4 separate regions of the Mus musculus genome follow, and regions 2, 3 and 4 are each linked to region 1. Evidence: chromatin contacts called from public HiChIP or PLAC-seq and promoter capture Hi-C data. All regions are on one chromosome and are shown on one strand. Each heading gives the region's core, a stretch centred on a gene start, on an enhancer-like site or on the middle of the called end of the contact. The rest is flanking DNA. Distances are from core to core; before and after follow the strand shown.

What was found. Promoter capture Hi-C pulls out the DNA fragments that hold promoters and counts their contacts. HiChIP or PLAC-seq counts read pairs in DNA pulled down with a chosen protein or histone mark.
Region 2: a contact with region 1 is called in a promoter capture Hi-C map of hippocampal neurons, with 2.6 times the contacts expected there. The contact joins the promoter of Rab14 here to the promoter of Ttll11 in region 1. A contact is called at or near these places in 2 of 39 promoter capture datasets (hippocampal neurons and pre-B cells) and 1 of 115 datasets of contacts at active chromatin or transcription factors (microglia).
Region 3: an H3K4me3 HiChIP or PLAC-seq map of the 230-238 cell line shows a contact between it and region 1, with 4 times the contacts expected there. The contact joins the promoter of 4930402F06Rik here to the promoter of Ttll11 in region 1. A contact is called at or near these places in 2 of 39 promoter capture datasets (the C10 cell line and cranial neural crest), 4 of 115 datasets of contacts at active chromatin or transcription factors (the 230-238 cell line, bone marrow-derived macrophages, large pre-B cells and 1 more) and 1 of 9 other capture datasets (liver).
Region 4: a contact with region 1 is called in an H3K4me3 HiChIP or PLAC-seq map of embryonic forebrain, with 4 times the contacts expected there. The contact joins the promoter of Gsn here to the promoter of Ttll11 in region 1. A contact is called at or near these places in 1 of 15 datasets of contacts at CTCF or cohesin (large pre-B cells), 2 of 115 datasets of contacts at active chromatin or transcription factors (embryonic forebrain and large pre-B cells) and 1 of 9 other capture datasets (embryonic stem cells).

What each region holds. Positions count from the first base shown.
Region 1 is chr2:35,975,902-35,981,442 of GRCm38.p6, reverse strand. Ttll11 (tubulin tyrosine ligase-like family, member 11) reads left to right here and starts at 1,623. Exons shown (of 10, transcript NM_029774.3): 1 at 1,623-2,271. The coding sequence starts at 1,819.
Region 2 is chr2:35,197,847-35,203,063 of GRCm38.p6, reverse strand. Rab14 (RAB14, member RAS oncogene family) reads left to right here and starts at 1,944. Exons shown (of 8, transcript NM_026697.4): 1 at 1,944-2,304.
Region 3 is chr2:35,394,376-35,399,598 of GRCm38.p6, reverse strand. 4930402F06Rik (RIKEN cDNA 4930402F06 gene) reads left to right here and starts at 2,425. Exons shown (of 6, transcript NM_001080709.2): 1 at 2,425-2,693.
Region 4 is chr2:35,280,666-35,286,034 of GRCm38.p6, reverse strand. It overlaps Gsn (gelsolin), which reads right to left and starts at 3,655. Exons shown (of 17, transcript NM_146120.4): 1 at 3,434-3,655; 2 at 1,926-2,130; 3 at 1,207-1,361. The coding sequence starts at 3,571.

The DNA.
Region 1 (5,541 bases), core at 374-2,873:
GAAGGCCTCAGGCAAGTCTCTGGTTCTTGATATTGGGGCCTTAGAATCAACGGGGCAACTTTAACAATCCCGCCCACCCCCAACCAGTCACACCCACAGGCTCAACCAGATGTTCTGGGCCACAGGGTAAGCACCTCAAGCACCTACAGGTTCTTGACGCCTCCACACCTGGGTGGGCCTCGAGGCAGCTTGTTCACACACTGAAATTCCCGGCCAAGGAAACAAGACTTTTGGAGAAATGCAGGAGGGGCCATTTTCCCCCAGGACCCTTAAAACTAAATGTGGCAGAACTCACTGAAGTGCAACCACGGCCACTGGTCAGTCCAGGCTGCTGTTACGACTTTCTAACCCCATTTTCTGAAACTTTCAAGTTAACCCAAATGTGGCTCCCTCAGGCAGGAGAGGACCCTCTTCTAGATCAACTCTACATTTTTATGCCTACCTTAGTTGGGTATAGGAGTTCATCACTCAGGAGGCAGAGGCAGGCAGAACTTTGTGAGTTTGATACCAAGTGGTCTATATAGTGAGTTTCAGGACAGCCAGGCCTGCTAAAGAGACCATCTTAACAACAACAAAGTATGGCAGCCATGAAAAACTGAAAGGAGGGGCTCAAAGAAATACTTGTACATGAATGTTAATGGCACTATTAGTCACAAGAGTCAAGGGATTAAAATAACCAAAAAGTCCGCAGAAAGGTCTATGGAAGAATAATTGTGCACGCACACATAGAATATTTGTAAGCTTTATGATGGAGTAAAATTCTGACACCCACTATGATGAAAAACAAAAACAAAAACCTTGTGAAGCCAAATAAGATAAAAACAAGAGGTACCCCAGTAGTTAGATTCAAGGGGGAAATAGACTTGTGGTGACCAGGGCTGTGGGGTGGGAATCCCAGGAGTTAGTTTATGGGTATGCTTTCAATATGAAAAGTTCTGAAGATGAATGGTAGAGATGGTTTGCACCACAGTATGAATGCACTGAATGCCACTGAAGAGTGAATTAAAAATAGATTAAATGAGGGCTGGAGATGAAGGCTCATCTGCCATTCATTTCCTGGAACCACGCAGCAGGTCACATCAGGGAATCTGATGCTCTCTTCTGGCCTCCTTCTCCACCAGGAACATGCATAGTACACATACATACATGTAGGCAAAATTATACACACCACACACATAATAAATTTAAAAATAATTAGTACGTTTTGTTATATGTTTTTATTGTAATAAAAAGTGTTGCCCTCTACAAGTCTAGGAATCTGAAGGGCTTCTCCATCTCATGGGAGAGACCTGAAAACCGACAAAGGTGGCCTCCAGCCTCAGTCTGAGGCTCACAGAAAAGGAGTCGATGAATGTAGTAGGACTGGGGAAACTAAGTCTCGTGTTTGAGGAAGATGCCGCTCTTCCCAAGTCCTTCCCTTTCCAAGCTCGGGAGCGAGACAGGAGCGCAACCTCTTTTACCCTCAGCCCCACTATAAATCATTCCTAGCCAGTCCCTGAGTGCTCAGAAACTCTGCATGTGTGACAAGCTGCCCTCTTCCAAGATGGCTATCGCCACCTCTGTGACAGGCCTGGTCACGTGGACGCGCTCGCTTGTGAGGTCGCCGGGCCCGGCAGGCGATTGTCCCTTGCGGGGCCCCGTCCCGAGGCGGCGACTATCCCTGTCAACCGGGGCCTGAGAGATCATGGCAACGGGCTCGGGCGGGGAGCGCGTGGCGGCGGCGGCGGCGGCGACGGCGGCGGCAGTTTGGTCGCGGGCCGGGACGGCGGAGCAGCGGCGGCGGCGGTGGCTGTGGCGCCGGCACCGGCCCTGAGCGTCATGCGGCGCAGCAGCCCGGAGAAGAAGCCGGAGGCTGAGTGGGAGGCGGACGCGGCGGCGGCGGCGGCGGCGACAGCAGCGGCGACCGAGTCGCTACCGGCGGAGACTGAGAAGCAGCAGGGCGTGGACGCTGGCGCGGCCGGGGATCCAGAGCGCCTGGAGCTGGAGGAGCAGCCCAAGGACGTGGGCCGGATCCCGACCCCGACGCGACGCCACGCGCCCGAGGAAGGAGAGGCCCGCGTCGTCCGGCGGCTGCCACCAGCGCTGCCCCTGGCCCAGCCGAGGCCGGCGGCGCGGGCCCTGAGCCAGCTCGTGAAGGCACGGGGCCGGAGCCGGAGCCGGGTCTACCGGCGGAGCGCAGGCTCGATGCGGCCGGTCACCGTGGACAGCTCCAAGGCCCGCACCTCCCTGGACGCGCTCAAGATCAGTCTTCGCCAGCTCAGGTGGAAGGAGGTGAGGCCCGCCGGCCCGGCGCGTGGGCACAGGGGGGTCGTCCCGAGGCCTGGCCCCCGGAGCCACTTCCCAGGTCAGGTCAGCCCGTCTCTGCTCTGCTCCCCTACAGCTTTTCTTATGTCTGCAGCCCTGGCCTCGTCAAGCTGTAGATCCTGGTTTATCCGTCCTGTCTTCTCCTCTGTTGGCCCCGGGGCCAGGGGCCACCTTTCACTTTCTGCATTTCAGTGATATTTAAAGTTTAGTAAACTTTCATGCTTAGAGTGCCACTCTTGGGCCAGGTTTGTGCTCGCCAGCGCCTCACTACACTCTTCAACTTAGCTGTGCGACCTTGAGCAAGCTACTTTTCTTCTTTTGGTCCCGTTTACCTCGGTAAAGGGAAGCCGGTTCGTTCCGGTTTGGAGCATAGTGCCTAGTGCTTGCACAAGGTTTCAGCAAATGACAACCTACTTTCATCACGATCTTTTACCACCACCACCATCACCACCACCGCAGACACTGATTGGGGGATGTAGCAGGTGACAGTAAGTGGGGGTGAAAGCATGTGTGAGCAGATGAATCACCCTTGAATTCATTTCAGACCTTTTAAGGGACGGGGTGGGACAAAAGCACCAACGAATCCGAGAGGTTTCTATTTTCATTGGCTGAGTAAATAAAGCCAGCTGACTTTATTTACAGCATAGAAACCATTGGTCCACTAAAGATTCCGTGCGCAGAGAGCATGAGGGCTCAGGCTCTGAACTTTGTGCTAAGTGTGGTACAAGTGGTTTAATGAAGTTGGAGACTGGGGAGAGATGGCCACAGGTCCACTATGGTCAGAATGTTGATGTCCCAGTGGAAGAGTTTGGTTTGGAGAGAAACCAAGAATCAGGTGGGGTGGTGGAGGTGGGGTCTGGCAATCCCAGGTGTCAGAGCCCTCTCAGTCTTGATTTTCACACCTTGGAAACTGGATGAAGATTGGTGAGACTCGGTTCTACAGTGTCTAAACTGTAGATAAAGTCCCATGTCCAGCCCAAAGATAGGCAGGCCAGGAAGGTAAACTTGGACTTGTCAGAGCCACCCAAAGATAGGCGGGCCAGGAAGGTACACGTAGACTTGTCAATGCTGCTGACCTACTGAAGAGAGTCCAGGGATAGAAAGTAGCTAAGAACTCAAGCTGGCTAGCAAGTGCCTGTGTTCTCAGCTCAGCCCTGAGAAGAGACAGGAAGCAGCCTTTATCTTGCTCACCCAATCCAGCACAGGTTCATTCTCTTAATTTGTAGATATCCTCTATGGTGATACCAAGTTCTATGCTGGGCCTAGAGAATCACACTTTAAATGTACTCTTGTCTTCAAGCGTTCCTAGTTCAGTAGGGAATGAAATCCAGTAAGTAGTCCTGGTATCTGCAGGCCCATTGCTGCTGCTGCTGCTGCTGTTGCTGCTGCTGCTGCTGCTGCTGCTGCTTTAAATGCTCCTTTCCCAGCTAGCTATGTGCATGGCTTTCTCTGTCACCTCTTGGGACTGCTGATCAAGGTCCTGAGAGAGGTTTCCCAGGCAATGTTCGCAGCCATCTCTAGCCCTGGCTGTTTGCTTCATAGCATGAACCTCTACCTGACATCGTGTTGTATTTGTTTATTGACTGTTTTTCTCACCAGAATGTAAGCTCTTCGAGGGCAGGCATTTTGTTTTGTTACTGCTGTACTCAAAGTTGTCTGGCATCTGGAAGTTGCTCAATAAATATTTGTTGAATGCATGAACATATTATGTGATGAGTGTCTCTATATGCTGTGGGAGACAGAGGCGGTCAACTCTAGTACATCTTCCTCAGGGAAGTGAAGCCCAAATGAGTCTTGAGTGTTGACCAAAGTTATTTAGTGGTGTGGACTTTGGGTCCCTGGTAGAGGGAGTGGTGTGGGCCAAGCAGAATGCATGCAGTGCTTTGCAGTAGAGCTGGCTGGCTGGATCACAGAGAGGGGTGTAGCATGGTGAGAGATAAGGCGGTATAAGTGAGCCGGGGTCAGATCGTGTCACAGGACTTGGGCCCATTCTTGAAAGGAAACCTTGTAGGCCGTTGCAGAAACCCAAGGGTCTTCAACCTATCAGCTCTACTATTGTGGACAGGTGAGTGGACTTCTTCAGACCTGTTTGCTCAGCTGAACAATGAGGTTTAGCAAATTCAGGCTCCCAGCCTACTGCCCTAACCACAAAATAACAATGTTAAATTCTTGCACCAGTGAGCCCAGAAGGATAGGTAGTTCCTAGGACCCTACCTTGACTGCCCCTCCCATTTTAGGCTGTCTTTCTATCACTTGTAAAACATGTTGGCATATAGGTAAAGATGCTCATTCTAGTGTATTTGAACATAATTGACTCCCAACAAAAAGCCTTCACTGTGACATAATGCCACCCTTCCTAAAGACAGGGTAGTATGACTGGTGTTGCTGGTGTCCCTGTCAAGAGATACCCAGCAAATGTACAGTAGGACATTTGAAGCAAAACACATATGTCATCAGATGCACTAGGGTTTGTTTGAAAGCACCATTCTCCAGAAAACTTCCGATCCTTCTGACTTTATCCTTGATTGTTGTAGTCTTAGCATCTAAGACAAAACAAATGTATGGGGAGTAACAGATGAACTTAGTACTAACAAAGCACAAATGAACAACCTTTGTAGGCTGTCTCCCATCCCTTACATCCCTTTTGGGAGTGGTGTTGGACAAGATTCTTTCTAACTTAGGGCCAATGGAGGTGACTGCTCATCAGGCTGCCTTGAATGTTTAGCTGGGCTCCTCAAGAGTGCGGGAGTTCCTGCTGGATGCCTTTGGTGGTGAGTGGGAAGCCTAGAAAAGAATAAGGTCATGACTAGGAGTGGTGGCACGTGCCTCTGATCCCAGGACTTGAGAAGCCAAGGCAGGAGGATTATAAGCTCAAGGCTGGGCTGGGCTACTTATTCTTAGCAAGACCTTGTTTCTAAAAACGAAAACATAAAGGAAGGAAGGCCATGACTGACAATTGGTATGAGTGCTCCCACTCTCTGCAGGTGTGTAGGAAGAACCTTCCCACCGTGGTTCACTTCCCAGGGGCCGTGGGCAAGTCCTTGAATCCAGAAATGTGCCCAGCTACTGGGTGCTCGAGTTCCCTTCTCCTCTTGGCTTCTTTTTAGTTCCTCATATATCTAGAACCCACAGTGATGGTGGAAATAATGAACCCTTATGCAGCTCCTTCTCTATACCAGACAAGTATTTAAACCTAACCACCCACTACAGTAAGTGCATTAGTGTAGCCATTTAGTA
Region 2 (5,217 bases), core at 695-3,194, 780 kb after region 1:
AAGACTCTTAGCTCCATTATACTTTCTAGTGCTATAACTGTGCATTCTGTATTTCTCTCTGCCCAACTTGCTTCTTTTCATTGTAGATCTAAATAAAAGTGACCACTAGTGACACAGTCAACACTAGGCTATCTTGAAATCTCCTCTTCCAAGGCCATTAATTCATTAATTCTTCAATTTATCCTCCAGGAATTTTTAGGACAAAGTGGCCATATTCTTTGTCAAAATATCACAAGGATGGCCTCTAGGCCACTCATTATTCCCCTCTGAAATATCTTGAGTAGGTTCCTATTCAAATTGCCCTCGGCACTGTCTTCCATGTTCCTACCAGGATGGCATATTAAGCCCCACTTAAAATCTCCAATGCTTTTTCTAGTCCAAAGTCCCAGTTGTTTCCATATTCCTCCAACAAATGGAATGGTCATGACTGTCACACAACACCCCAGTCCATGGCACCAATTTCTATCTTATATATGTCATATGGGGCCCATTCTTATTTAAACCACCACAATGAATTAAACCACTGACCTCCAGGACTGGAAGAGAGTACCTTATGCTTATCAAATAATAATAGTCCCCATTCAAGGTATTATATGCCAGGAATTTTGTATGCATTGTCTATTTAATTTTAACAAGAAAGATAGGAATTAGATATCACATCCTTACTTTGGAGAAAAGTCTGAGGACCTGAGAAAGTAAATGACATGTATAAAACTGTTGTCTGTATCATGTATTTATCAAAACAAGAGATTTTCAAACTGCTATGTATTTTTCTAATGACATCTCACTTTCCTAAGGCAGAACCAGTTTACAACGAAAGGTTTTAAACGCTTAGAATTGCGACTTTTCTTTGGGGGTTCTGGAAAGGGCCATTTTATCCACTAGGCATGGTAGGGATAATGGTTACAGTCCATAGTCCCTTCAGAGACACACAAGATATGTACCAAATCCTTTAAAATCATGGGGGGAAACCTGGGTGTGATGGTGCATGTCTTTAACCATAACACGGGAATACAGAGACTGGCAAATCTCTGCAAGTTAGAGGCCACCCTGATTCACATAGTGAGTTCCAGGGGAACCAGAAGTACATACTGAAATCCTGTATTGAACCCCACTCCACTCCTCAAAAAAAATCAGGAGAAAAAAGGTCAACTTCTATGCTGAAAAAAAAAATTGCTTTGCTTTGCGTTATTAACATATCCATCCTTGTGGCAATGTAATTGTAAAATATAAATTAAACGTAAATGTAAGATAAATAACGTAAATGTCAAATAAATAATAAGATAAAAAAAGGAAATGTAAGATAAACGTAAATGTAAGATAAGTAAATCCACATCCAGGTTCTACAAGGCAAAAAGACGAAAGACCAAGAAAGTGAAACTGTTGCTTTCACCAAGGTGTCTTGGGAAGGTGGGAGTGGGAAGTGTCTTGGGAAGGTGGGAGTAAAAATGTCAAGTTTCCCTCTTCCTGTTGCTGGTGTCCGCAAAGCAAGGTTAAGCTAGACAAAGATGAAACACAAGAAAGGGCCACCTCCTAGCTACATGATTATACAAATGGGTTGGTCAATGTGAACCACCCTTTTGCCTCTGATGGCACGAGAAGCGTCTCTGGGTGTTGGCCAGCCTTGTTCCTACTAGTCTCCAATTGGTCTGTAAATGTTGAATAAATGCAGTAAATACGTGTGTGTTCCAGAAGCCGGTATACAGAGGCGGCCCAGTGATAAGCAGTTACGCGTATTAAAAATAGTTAGGTCTCTAACGGCGACAATTCTGGACAGACACTGTCAACCCTTAGAAAACAGCGTGCGAACCTGCGCAGTAACTCCGCCGGGAGGCGTGGCACACGACTACGCTTGCGCAGGCTCCTTTCCCCGCCTCCTTCAGGCGTGAGGACCAGTGGGGGCGGGCCGAGGCCGAGGCGGGTCTACTCCGGAGGGGCGAACTGACGAAGGGGCGTGGCCGTCAGGTTAGTCTCCACCACCCTCTTCCGGGCTCCGCTGGCTGCGCGCGCATCCTCCCCCCTTCTTTTGTGGTCCGGCCCATTGCGAGGGTGACAGGAAACCCTGTGCAGGGAGCGCCGCCATCTTGGGCCAGCCCGAGGAAGATCCTGAGGGAGCCGCAGGAGCAGCCGCCGCCGCCACCGCGACTGCCACCCGAGTGTCTGCAACCTCCGGCCAGCCCGCCTACCTGCCAGGGCCTCGGCTGACGGATTCCGGCCTCCCTCCCGCCGCGTCCGCCCTCCGCTTCCTCGTCCTGACGTCCCCCTCCCGTCCGGAAAGCTGCCCAGCCACCAGCAACCCCCCAGGTAACCAAGGCCTTCCGCAGGGGCCGCCGGAGCCAGCCTCCCAGCCCGGCCCTTCCAAGGGGCGGAGGCGAGCCGAGAGGTAGGCGGGCGGCGTCCCGGGCTGGGCCCCGCAGGCCGCGGCCAGCCCGGGGGTCGGCGGAGGGCGCCGGCCTGACAGGACTCCGCGGGGCGAGCTGTCGCCCGCGCCGTCCCGGGCGGCTCGCGCTCCCTGCCCGCAGCCGGGCTCCGAGGCGTGCAGGGAGGGTGTGTTCCCACCTCATCCGTCCGACCTGCGGGGCACAGCCGCGGCCTCCGCAGGCCCGAGTCTCGCCGCCTTTGCCCGCGGCTGTAGAACACCCCCGCAGTGTTGCCCCACGCGTGGCGCGCCGGCCTGCCACCCACGAGCCCCCAGCCGTGGCAGTCCCACCCTACAGGGCCTCAACAAAAGGCAGCGCTTCGGCGTCTCGGGCTGGCTCCCGTGTCCTTGTAAGCCACCGCTCTGTCGTCCCGGCTGAGGATTGGGCGTGTGGGACTGTGCGCGAGGTTCTCCGAATCCCTGTAAAGTCCCTGGCCAGCCTGCACTGGTTGGAACCTAGACAGCATCTAGAAAGAACGAAGGGAAAAAGTTTGGGCATCTCGAGAATTTGAGAAAAGACGATGGAACGGGAACGCTAAAACTCCAGTGTGTGCCAGACACGGGTTTAGGTGTCTTCACACATAGCTTGCTTGCTTCGAGTGCCTTTTGAGAGTTTTCCGCATTTTTTTAATAAGGGGCGAGGGACGGACCGAAGCCAGAAGTTGTCCTGTAGCTGAGTAATGATGGAACACAAATGATGGCTTCTCCCTATCCTGGCTGGTATGTTTTGTACTACAGTACATTCCACGAGGGCTGAGATACACAATACTGGATCGGTTCAGAGAGGAGACAACTGAATTCCATTTTCTCTCCATTCACACTGGGTGAGAACTGATAAGACCCAAAATCTATCATGTCAGCTGCTACTCTGGCAAATGCTCCTTGGAGGAGAGGTGGTGGTAGCATGTCCTCCGTATTTGTGAAGAAAGCTATGTTCTTGGTGGCTGCACAGCCAAGTATGGAAATTCTTGGAAAGTTTACTGGTCATGACATGTTGTTTCAATTACCTTTTATGTAAATGTGATTGTTGAGTACAAATTTGACCCATTAATAATGCAGCTTCCTCTTTTCCCTTCCCTGCAGCAGGCGATTATCTCGGGAATTCAGTGTAACTAGGAAATGGCAGAACCCAAGGCACAAAACCTTAGCCTACACGCTTTCGTGCATGGTCAAGTAAAATCGCCCAAACCATACCTACATGTTAGTTACTGAATTGATCCTAACCAAGTTAGCTAACCTCCCAGACTCAGTGTCCTTATAAATTGTGCCCACATTTCAGGGTCATTTTAAGGATTAACTAGAATTAAAGAAAGCTCAGGTTTGACATGCAAGTTGCCTGTAGTTTTGCTAGCCATATAATGGGTGTTTAATATCTGTTGGACAAGTACTGTCGAAGTAGACTCTGGCTTAATCTTACCTGCCCATTTAGTAGTATATAACCATCAGTAAATCACTTCTGACCCGGTTTCCTAACTTGTAAAATGAATTTTTAGGGTTAGAAATTGTTTATAAAGTAGCTAGTTTATATTAGGGGCTCAGTAAGTGGAGTTATTGTAAAGGTGTAAAAACCTTAGATTATAATTGCTATTGAAAATTCCTTGGAATTAAGGCTTTTTAAAAAAATTTGCTTTATATTTTTCATGTTAAATTGTATATTTGTAAACTTAAGCTTTGCAACAGAGCTTGAAAATTTCTTGCAGCCAGGTTTTATAGGTCTTATTTGCATACTCTTAGCAAGACTTGTAAGATAAAAATGTTCAAACTATAGCTCTCGAGGTGTTTATGACATTAAAAACGTTAGCAATGTGGGCCTGGCAAGATGGCTCAGTAGGTAAAGTCTTTTGCTGCCACGCTGACAACCAGACTTAGATTCTGGAACCCACCCAGAAGGAGGAGAGAAAGGATTCATGCTAGTTATTCTCTCTAATATCTACATGTGTGCCACATGTGCACACATACAGTCATACACAAGTATTTTAAAAGTATGCAGGAGACAAATTATTATTAATATTAAGTTATACTATATTTCAAACTTTTTAAAGTTTGCAAAATAAAGCATCAGTATAGTGAGCATTAATACTGTATTACTGATCAGTGTCTGCAGTGAACAGTCTTGGTCTATCTCTACACTGCTCCTACCAAACTCACCTGGGTCTGAGACAAGTCATTAGTAAGCTTTTACTAATTCTTTCAAGTGCAGGTACCATTGTTTTGTTGTTGTTGTTGTTAAATACTTTTATGGAAATCAGAAAACAGATTTGGGAGTACTTCATTTCTTATTCATAGCACACTATCATTAGTGGGAAGGTTTTGTCTTTCTCTGTGGACATTGTTAAGCAGTCTGGTATTTTAAATTTTTTATTACATTAATTTACACAAAAGTGTAATCTTAAGTGAGTTATGAAAAGTTGGTTTCAGAAATGGGCAGGTTATTTTCCAAGGTTGTATTTCTATTATGGAAAGAAAATTGACCATTTGGATTAGATTGATTATTCGATTAATTATAGAAGTTTCCTGTCCACCTGACTAACATGTGGCATAGAATTCCAGTTCAGGGGCCTCTAAGCAAGGATGCACCCATTCTTGAGTTCCATGAAGGTAGAGACAATGTTACTCCCTTTTTGATTATTGTTAAAACCTTTCAACATTGTTTGTGATTAGTAGATGTGGGGTATTTTTATGTTGTTGGTGTTTAATCACAAAAGTAGTCTGGTCTCCAGTGTTTATAACAAAATACATAAAAACCCTAAAACTGAAGAGCAGTATTAAGACTTTAGGCCACCAGGAGTACTTAGTGT
Region 3 (5,223 bases), core at 1,176-3,675, 580 kb after region 1:
CTTACAGTTTCATAGGTTCGGTCCATTATCATCATTGAGTTGCATGCAGGCAGACATGATGCCAGAGAAGGAGCTGAGAGTTCTACATCTTGGTCTGAAGGCAGCCAGGACAGACTCCCTTCTGCAGGCAGACCGGAGTAGGGTCTGGATCACAAAATACTTTAGTATGAAACACCTCTTCCACAGTGACACACTTCCTCCATTAAGACCACACCCCTAATAGAGGCACTTCCCTTGTGCAAAGCATATTCAAACTACACAGTCCCCCAAACGTGAATTTCAGGTGCTTTACTAAAACTTAGGTTCTTGTAGTTTTGGGAACGGCTAGCTGAGGGTGGGCAACTTCACGATAAAACAGTAGGGACAGAGGGAGGGCAAGGTCACTGAGGGGAACAAATCCTGGGGACAATCTTGCCTGGCTCCAGCCTTACCTAAGGTCTTTGCTGCTTCTGGGCTTTACAAGCTTATGAAACCAGCAAGTGGAGTGAGGCTTCCTTTTGTAAGGCAGTCATTCTATTGGACTGCTCTAGGATTGTGAGTTCCTCAAGATGCTGTGTGCCTTTGCACCAACCGACTCCTCTCTGTCATTCATCTCACAGGCTCTGTCTCACAGGGATCTACTGAAAGAGTGGGGGAATGCAGCAACATCTATTCCATCATGCCTCAGAGGACGTGTGTGTGTGTGTGTGTGTGTGTGTGTGTGTGTGTGTACATGAATGCACATGCAGATGTGTGTTTTGCACGTTTGTCTTTGTGCATTGTGGAGTCCAGGAGTTGACATCAGATGTCTAACTCAATTGTTCTCTACCCTATCTTTTGAGCCAGGGTCTCACTACCCCTGAACGGAGCTCACTGACTGTCTAGAGTGGTTGGCACTGAACTTGAGTGGAGTTTGCTGATTGGATAGACTGGCTAGCACTGAACCTGAATGGAGCTTGCCGATTGGCTAGGCTAACAGGCACTGAACTTGAGTGGAGTTTGCTGATTGGATAGACTGGCTGGACTCCAAGCTGCAGGTCATGGTCTGCAGTCTTCACAACAGCAGCCCTGGAGTTCCAGTGGCATGCCCTCACACCTAGACAGTTTATGGGCGTTCTCTGGGATCAGATTAGTGTTCACGTGGCAGACACATTATCAGCTGAGCCATCTTTCCAGCCTAGGCATGCTCCCCACTCCCTCCCAGTGTAACAGACATCGGGCTTGTCTACAAGGGAGTTGCTAGGTTGGGTGGACAGAGGTAACAAGGCTCATTCTAACTGGATGGCACCAGTCAATGTGGGGTCCCAGACTGAATACAAAGGAGAAGGCAGGCAGAGCATCAGCATCTCTCTGCTTCTCGACTGGAGATGGGACCAGCTCTCTCACATCCCTGCTACTAGCATTTCCATCTGTGGTCCAGCAGACAGAACCTTTTCCCTGTGGTTCACAAGCTGCGACCTCGGGGTTTCAGCTTGGGTTCAGGTTGAGGCTCTATGCCAGTGCCATGGCCAACAGGGTTCCGTGCTGCTCGCAGGGCAGTAAGTCCTGGCCTCCTTGTCTCCCCACAGCAGCACATCAGCGGCTCTCAGCTCACATCTCCCTTCCAGCCCTCGCAGCCACTTGGCAATGACAGTGGCTGCATTTGCATTTTTTTTTTTTTTTTTTTTTTTGCTTGTCCTAACTGGATCGTGAGTGTGGGTGCTACTGGCATGTAGTGGGTGGATACAAGGGCACTGCTAAGTGATTCACACTTGCACAGGGTGGCAAACTTCACCCCATCTCAAGAAATGTCATTCGTGGCAATCTTGGAGCGGCTGGAATTACACTCTTTCAGAGTTCACTAACAGATTTATCTGTTTGCCTGTGTGGGAAACTCTAAAGCTCCACTTCCTCCCTAGAAACCAGAGCTAAGACAAAGCAGTTCCCTCTCGTGGACACCAGGGGGCAGGAGTTCCAAAGAGAACCAGTTTCTGGAGTGATGAAAACATTCTTTTTGGTGCTATTAAAGGCAGCGTCATTTGTATAAATGCTATTGATCCTTCATATAAATGGAACTAGCTCTATAGCTTAGTGGTGCTGTAGGTGTACTGTGCAGTTTATCAAATAAACAGGTAGAAATCAACCCTACATATACCACAGTTAATAAAGAAGGCATAAGGGAAGTAGGAGGGAATCTTAACGCTGACTTAGAGGAGAGACACATTGCTTATGTGCGCCAAGGGTGCTACTGTTTGTAGGTGTGGTATGGTTGAGATGTGGTTCTCCCCGTGGAGTTCACACTGAGGTTTGGTTCCAGTGGATAGTGCTGTGTTAGGCATTGACTAGGGATTAATGCTTTTCTATGAGTGAGCTGTCGCTCTGGAGATGGGCTTCTGTGACATGGTTGTTAGCAAGCCTGGCAGCTCCCCTCCACCACTCAAACCCATGCTCCGCTCCACACAGTGCCTCTGGCTGACTGCCACATGGTTTTCAACAGAAACTGAATGGATTCTGGGACATCTGGAGCTGGAGGAACATTTTTTTTTCTTTTTGTAAAGCACCCAGCTTCGGTATTTTGGTGGTAGCAACACAACACACACCAAGAAGTGATCTGGAATTCAGTGGCCCTTGCTTCAACTGCTCTATCAAGGGGAGCTATAGCCTTCAACAACCTGTCCCACCCCTCTCTGGGCTACTCAACTTTATAGGTGACACTGGTCATCAGCATCCATTGGGTAAGAAAGCATCCCAGTAGCGGCGACCACTTGACGACCTCCTCCAGGGTTTCTTGGGCAGCTTACTGCTTTGTATATTTATCAGGTGGACAGGAGACAGTCGGACACTCCCTGTGGTGGAACACCGTCTCCAGAATCCACAGGCAGCCCAACGGAGTTTTTGTCTTTCTTAGTGGCAAGGGACACAACATTTATTCACAATTTACAATTGGCTGCATCTTGGAATTTCCTGGATTGAGAATATTCACATCTGGATCCCATCCAAAGATTGCTGCTGTTCAGTTGTCTTGGTGTAGGCTTGACATCGGGGGTTTTAAAACTTTCCTGTGGGACTGTTAGTCTTGGGACCTTGGAAATGACTGCCATTAGAACAATTTGCTTTTTGTGCATGGCTTTTATTTTGATGTTGTCTTTTTTGGTTTGGGTTTTGGGTTTTTTGTTGTTGTTGTTGTTGTTGTTTCTGTTTCTGTTTTGTTTTGTTTTGGTTTTGGTTTGGCATTTGTTAAAGTTCTTAAATTTCTCTATTAATCATTTTCTTCTAAATTGAATTTGGAAATTTTGGGTTAAATTTGATTTCTGCTCCATTTTCTGCTTTATTAAATTTGTTATATCTTATTTGTGTGGAGGTCCCCTTTAGAGGTCATAGGACAACTTGAGGGAATCAGTTCTGTTGTTTTACTATGTAGGTCTCAGTGACTGAACTCAGGTCCTCAGACTTAGCAGCAAGCACCCTCACTCACTGAGCCATCTTGCTGGCCCATTCCACTTTATCTATGAAACCAGATATATACACATGATAAACATTTTTTAAAAAGATTTATTCATTTATGTATATAAGTGATGCATTTGCATGTGTGTGTACATGACAGAGAGAACATCAGATCTTATTACAAATGTTTGTGAGACATCTTGTTGCTGCTGGAATTGAATTCAGGACCTCTGGAAGAACAGCTAGTGTTTCTTAACTGCCGAGCCATCTCTCCAATCCCAGCTAGACTTCTTTTTTTTTTTAATTCAACTAATTTTTTATGATATTCAACACAATATATATTTCTATACCAATCATAAGAATGATGGACATGTTATTAAATGAACATAAAGTAGATAAGTAGATTTTTGTTTGTTTGTTTGTTTGTTTGTTTTATTTTTAGTAGAGCTTTAAAATCTTGGCTTACTGTGGTACAAACCCTAAATAAGAACAAGTTTTAAACATTGGAGTTCATTGTAATAAGGCTGTACTTCAATGTCCCTCACATCATCAAAGGATTTTACCTCCATAGTAGCTAAGCTAAGAGTTGACAGTTCTGCTGCGCCAAGGAATGAATTGTAGGCACGATTATTTGGATACAGATTTCCTGCTATGTTCAAAGCTATTTGATTTGAGTGATTGTCATCATTCTCAGCCCACAGGGAACAGGTCACATTCATTTAAGAAATGGTGTGTGTATTAAGATGGTCTATCCACGAAGCCATTCATCAACTGTTTCAGTGAGCCATGGTTCTGCTTGGAGGGTGGCACAGACATGAGGTGAGGGTAAAATACTGATTCATTGGCTGTGATGATTTTGAAAAGTATTCATCTCAGAAAAAAGAGTAACTTATAAGGTCCTCTTCTTCAAAATTGATACAATAATTGTAAATATCAAGGAAAACATTCAATCTCACCCTTTGTTGTTCTCCTACAAGCCACCTCCCAAATTAATTGCCTCTGTTTCTTTTGGCTGTATAAATTATTTTCAAATATGTATGCTGTTCTGAAAACAATAGCATAGTGTAAAAATATCAAGTAAACAATCCTCCTAATAGAGAGGCTGAGATAGGGGAAGCTCGATTTCAAGACCATTATTCAGTACACAGCAAGACACTGTCACTTACAAACAAGCAGAAAATGTATATGAATTGTACAATATTGGACCTATTTCTCCAATTACCAAATTAGAGAGACCACTGCATAACAGCCCACAAATTTCTAATTCCTCATATTTTTGAATTTTAATCAATTAGGATATGCTGGTAATATTAATTTTCATATTGAGATATTAAGGAAAAGTGATCGTTACTTCCGGTTATTTTTGTTGTTAGAGGTGAAATTATGTTTGTGTGGGTTTGTTGAAAGATTATTCTTGCTTTTTGTAGGGTGTAGTTTCCCTTCTTGTATTGATGTTTTCCATCTATTATCCTTTGTAGGGCTGGATTTTTGGAAAGATACTGTGTAAATTTGGTTTTGTTATGGAATATCTTGGTTTCTCCATCTATGGTAATTGAGAGTTTTGCTGGATATTGTAGCCTGGGCTGGCATTTGTGTTCTCTTAGGGTCTGTATGACATCTGCCCAGGATCTTCTAGCTTTCATAGTCTCTGTTGAGAAGTCTGGTGTAATTCTAATAGGTCTGCCTTTATATGTTACTTGACTTTTTTCCCTTACTGCTTTTAATATTCTTTCTTTTTTTTTTTAAGTGCATTTGGTGTTTTCATTATTATATGATAGGAAGAATTTCTTTTCTGGTCCAGTCTATTTGGAGTTCTGTAGG
Region 4 (5,369 bases), core at 2,406-4,905, 700 kb after region 1:
GACTACACAGGTCTTTCTGCAGCCCAGGGCTCAGCTGCTCATCTATCCTTCCTCAGGGTTGCAAGGACCCCAGACAACAGCAGGAGGAGGGAATAGAGCAGCAGCTGCTCAGCCATGGTAACCCAGCAAAGGCAGCCCAGCCCCACACAGCCTAGGCTGCTGGTCCAGGACACACCAAGTCTCACAGGTACACTCCATCACTCAATCCCTGTCCTTCACCTGGGAAAGAGGGAGTCACATCTGCACTGACAAAGAGGACTCTGAAGCCCAGAGAGGGACAGTGGCATAGATAGGGTATGTGTCCTCCTTAGAACCGGGTCATGGGAGACAGGGTCACTTGCTGGGAACAACACTGAGAGTCAGGCAGGTAATGTGGGTTCTGGTCTTAGCCTCTGCATTAACTCACCCTGTGTCCCTAGTCTAACTGATCAATCTCTCTGTACTTTAGTTGCCTCAGCCCCAATAAAATGAGAGATCAGGACTCATCTTGTTCCTAAACTTGTAATCCCCTCTCTACCCTACACATAGAGCCGAGCTTCATCACTATTAGGCTTCTCTTGAGCCGTGGGACACTGCCCAGCTACCTCTTCACCAGAGCCTCTCCCTCGTCCTGTAGGGCAGGTATAACTGGCTCTCCAGCAACCAGAGCGGAAAGGCAGGCTCTGGGTATCATGGGGCTGTCTAGAGGTTACACGGTATATTGGGGAACAGTTTCCTGGGTCCCCAGCTTGAATTTTCTCTGGCTAAAAGCTTAGGAAAACAAAACAAAACAAAACAAAACATGGTACAGATTTGTAAAAGTACAAGTACAAGAGGAAAATGTGGCAGGAGGAGGGGGCATCAGGAAGAGAGATGTGAATGAAAGGGCCTGTCAAATACTCATCACAGGGCCCTCGGCCAACAAAGCCTCAACAAGGACCGGGTGCAGGATCTCAGGATCGGGACTTGGCACACTCCCTGGGCCAATGTGAGAAGGTCTCCTGTGTGCTCACTCTGATGCTGTCAATTGTCTACCAGGCTGTAGAGAATCTTTTCATTGTAAGATAAGGAATCAAAAGCTCAGGGCAGGAGTTTGGTGTATCCAAGACCACTCTGGTAAGGACCCAGGGTTCCTTGCTGCTAGGCTCCAAAGCTTAACACTTGGCCTGTCTGTCCATCTCTCTGCAAGGCTGAAAGACTGTGAACCATGCCATTGACCCAACCCACCTTGTACTTAAGTCCAGACTTGAAGTAGCCGGAGAAGGTGGACGACTCAAAGCCCTGAACCTCACGGTGCTGTACAGCCCGGCCGTTCAGGTAGTCATCCAGTTGCACAGTAAAGATGGCAGCAGCCCCGCTCTCATCCTGGCTGCATTCATTGCCTAGGAAACATGAGGGTAGCATGAGACTGGCTTCTAGAAGGTAGTCTTGGCCCTCTGGGGAGGAGGCATGCAGAGCCAACAGCTCTACTCTGACCTGGCTATAGATATTGAGCTAGTCCCTCCCTGCTTTTCAAGAGCCTGAGTTACTCCATCTGTATAATAAGGAGACCTTAAAACAAACAGAACAGAGCCAGTGTTAAAGACTCTAGGCTCCTAGCTGGGAAGAGAAAATGAGGGAGTGATTGGAGCTGATCCAAGAAAGCACAGGGGTGGTGGTAGGGGGAGGGATTTGGGGTCTCCATGACATCTACAAAACTTGTTTGTCCTCTTGAGGAAGCATAGCGGTCAACATGACCATTCTATAGAAAAAACCACTGGTGAGCTGCAGAAGGGTAGATCACAGGTCAAAGGGCAGAGCTGGGATCTGAACCTGTACAGGCTGGCTCTAGAGCGGTGTCATGGAAACCACTAACAAAGGCCTGGTGTAGAGAGTACTCAGTTCAGGTATATCCATACAGTTGGGGGTCGGGGATGGGGAGGGGCTAAGCAGGAGCACTCCCTCACCCAGCCAATAGTGGAGGTCATACTGCAGATTCCCATTCCTCAGCTGCACAGTCTTTAGGATGACATAGGCATCACCCGTGAAGAAGTCTCCATAGAGGTTGGGGGGCACAGGCACCAGGTCAAACTTCTCCACACGCCAGATCTGCAGGCCAGGCTCCTTCCCTGCCTTCAGGAATTCGGGGTGCTCCACCACCATAGTGCTGGGCTGCAGAGAGACAGGACAGAACCTGAGCAGAAGTGTGGGTCTCAGCAAGGAGAGACCCCAGGCATGAGGGAGGGCAGCTTCGAGCTCTCCCTGTGCTAGAGGAGAATCAACCCCTTTCTGGGAGTTTCTGGCCAGGCCAGGCTGTCTTCCTTTCTGCTCTCCTAGTTGGTGATATGACAGAGGAGGCAGAGAGCTCCCTCCCTTTTGGGGAGATAGCTAAGGCACAAAGAGGCAGGCTGTCTTTCAGGGGCCCCCATTTGGGAGACAACATAGAGGGATAGCCCTGGACTCCAAAGGCACTCTCTGCCCCTATGGATAGACACTCCCAGATAGCAGTGGCAAATCTCTCAGTCCCCAGTGACTCTGCATGCTCTCTTCCAGAACCTTTGTGGCTTAGGACGCATTATCCACCCCTACTCTGCAAATGGGGAAACAGGACCAAAGGGCAAGGGGCCCGATCCTAGGTCCCGTGGTTGGTTTTGCTCCTTGGAAGGGGAAGGATCATCACAGCCCACTAAGGACTGGCTTAGTGGGCCCAAGTGGCCTCCTGAGCTGTCTGCCTCCTCCCTCCTGCCCCGCCCCCAGCATCCCACCCACCAAATTTCCACATCTTGGGAAAGGGGGAAGGAATGGAGCCTGAAGTCTGCAGGGGGAACCTGTTAGGAGAAGGTTTGAGGGTGGGAAAGGCTGCCAGACATGCTCTGTAGGTGCCAATGGGACAGACGGTTAGGTTTGCGCCCAAGGAGGGATGTCAGCAGGTCACCTCAGACAGAGGAAGGTCTGGTTGGAACAAAAAGCAGGCAGAAGTCAGAAGCGATTGGGGAGAAAAACTCAGGTAGTGGAGAGTAGAGAACAGAAAGGGCAGACAAGTGGGAGGGGTCGGGCAGGGGAGGAGACCACAATCAGGGTAGAGAGAAGAGAATAAAATAACAGTCCTGTCCAGAGGCTTTCAAAGGGGAAACCGAACGGGAGGGGACAGACAAACAGCAAACAGCAAACGCAGAGGACTCTGAGAAAGACCAGCAAGAAGGGCAGTAGTTAGACATGATAAAGGAGATGGGATCCAAATCAGTAGTGGGGAAAGATCCGGCCAAGGTGAGGTTAGCCTGCAGGAAGGAAAGAGCTTTGGCCCCGGCCCCCGAACCCCGCCCCCAGGAGCCCCGAAGCAGCAAGACATACTTACAAAGCAACAAAACAGTTTTTCCATTCTACACCTGAATTACTCCCCTTTTCCTAGCGCTGTATCTGCAAGAACTTACAATAGACAATTACTCGGGGAGCCCCGGGGACCCCGGGCACTCACCCGCGCCTCAGACACCCGACTTTGGGGCGCCCTCTCTTGGGCCCTGCCCCGTGATGTGGTGGCTGCATGGGAAGGCGACAGTGCGCACAGCGCCAGGAGGAGCAGCGCGCAGAGCAGTGAAGAGCGGTACGGAGCCATGGCGACGGTGAGGACCCAGGCTGCGGCCGCGGACCCTTGGTCGCCCCAACCTTTAAGTAACCGGCCGTCCCATCCCGCCCTAGCTGAGGACCGCCCAGCAGGGAGGGCCTTGCGGCCCGCGGGGGAGGCGGGTATCTGTCCGGGATCTCTGAGACATCTGGGTTCCCTTCCCACTGGGACCAACCCGACTGGGTGCGGTCGCCCCTTGGACCCTAGTTTCCAATCAGAAGATCCGGCCTGTGGTCTGACATATAACAGATGCTAACTCAGTGAGAGTTTTTCTGGGGCCCGTTCAACCGCCTTCTTATTGGTCCAATAAGCAGATCCAACAAAAACTAACCAAAACAACAAAAAACACCTAGCATGAACTAACAAGTTCATGGCGGTTTCCAACTCAAGTACTCTTTTTGGATTGTTCTCCCCTCCCCCCAGTGACATTTTTTCTTTCTTTCTGTTTTGTTATTGTTATTTTGAGCAAATCTTAGTTTGTTGTACAAAGTTCTTGCCTGTTGACTGGTTGCCCCTGCCCAGGGCAATACTTGTATCCATCTCCTTTAAAGGATAACACCTCCATTTCCTTCTGCAACCTTTTCCCCCCACCTCCCCGCCCCATTTCAGGCCCTCTCCTTCCCTCGCTCCTCATCACTGGGAAATGTGGACCTAAGTTAAACTACTAAGTACCACCTACTATGTCTCCTAGAGGTTGCAGAGGGTTAGATCAGGCCTGCTCAGATAGCCTGGTCTGCAGGAGGCAATGCATCGCTGTCCCAGCTCCCTTGGGAGCCTACATAGCATGACTTCTATCTAACTTTGCTGTCTCCCTCCCCAGTTTCTTCCCACTTAAGGGGAAACAGTTCACAGCTAAGAGAACACAGAGAACAGCTGAGACTGAAGGTTATGGGGACTTCAGATGGCCTGGGTCTTGTCGCAGGGGAGACTGAGAACATTTCCAGGGGAGGGAACAGCATATAGGCAGAGGGCAAGCAAACACAGGCCATGCCCAGTAAATAGCTAGGATCTGATTTACAGGGGGGCAAGGCAAGAAAGGTGAGTACCCCTAGAAATGGGATTTTATCAGGTGTTTGTAGAGGCCTTGAATTCTCTGGGCTCCATGGTCTAGGAAGCCCACCTTCAAGCCTGTGTAGCCTACAGTGGGCTGCCCTGGGCACAACTCAGGGAGGTGATTAAAGCCCACACTGCTTGCAGGAACATTTCTGGAAGCATAAGCCATTTTCACCTCTCTAGATAGAAAGTAGATTGTGCATATTCAAGACACATAATACAACATTCCCTACAGAGCTGCTTGCAATGGACAAGGATATGCATTGAAGCATTGTTCAAAGAGAATTGGAAATGACCCAAATGCCCTGGGGACATAAGTGATGGGACTGTCACACAATGGACCACAAAGCAACTGTGAAAAGAAAAAGAAGTCAGAGCCAGTTGTGCCTGGTAGCACATAGTAGGCACTCAGTAGGCATGGAGAGACCTCCAGGTGCCAGAAGCAAATTGCACAATGATGTCTCTTCCTTTCTATAAGGAAAGAATCTGCAGTTGATGCACAAACCCTTGCAAAGTCAGTAAACGCTGCACTGTTAAAGCTATCACTTCGACTAGGAGAGAGACGTCACCTTGGACACTGCCGTGGCGTGGCTGCCCAGGCTGGAGAGAGTCCTCAGATCACTGTAATGGTGGGAAATTTTTAATACCACACCACGATGATGATCATACAACCAGTTCACGCCACAGAAAAATCACAGAACTGTGTGCTTCGGTGAGTGGACTGTGCATGCTACAT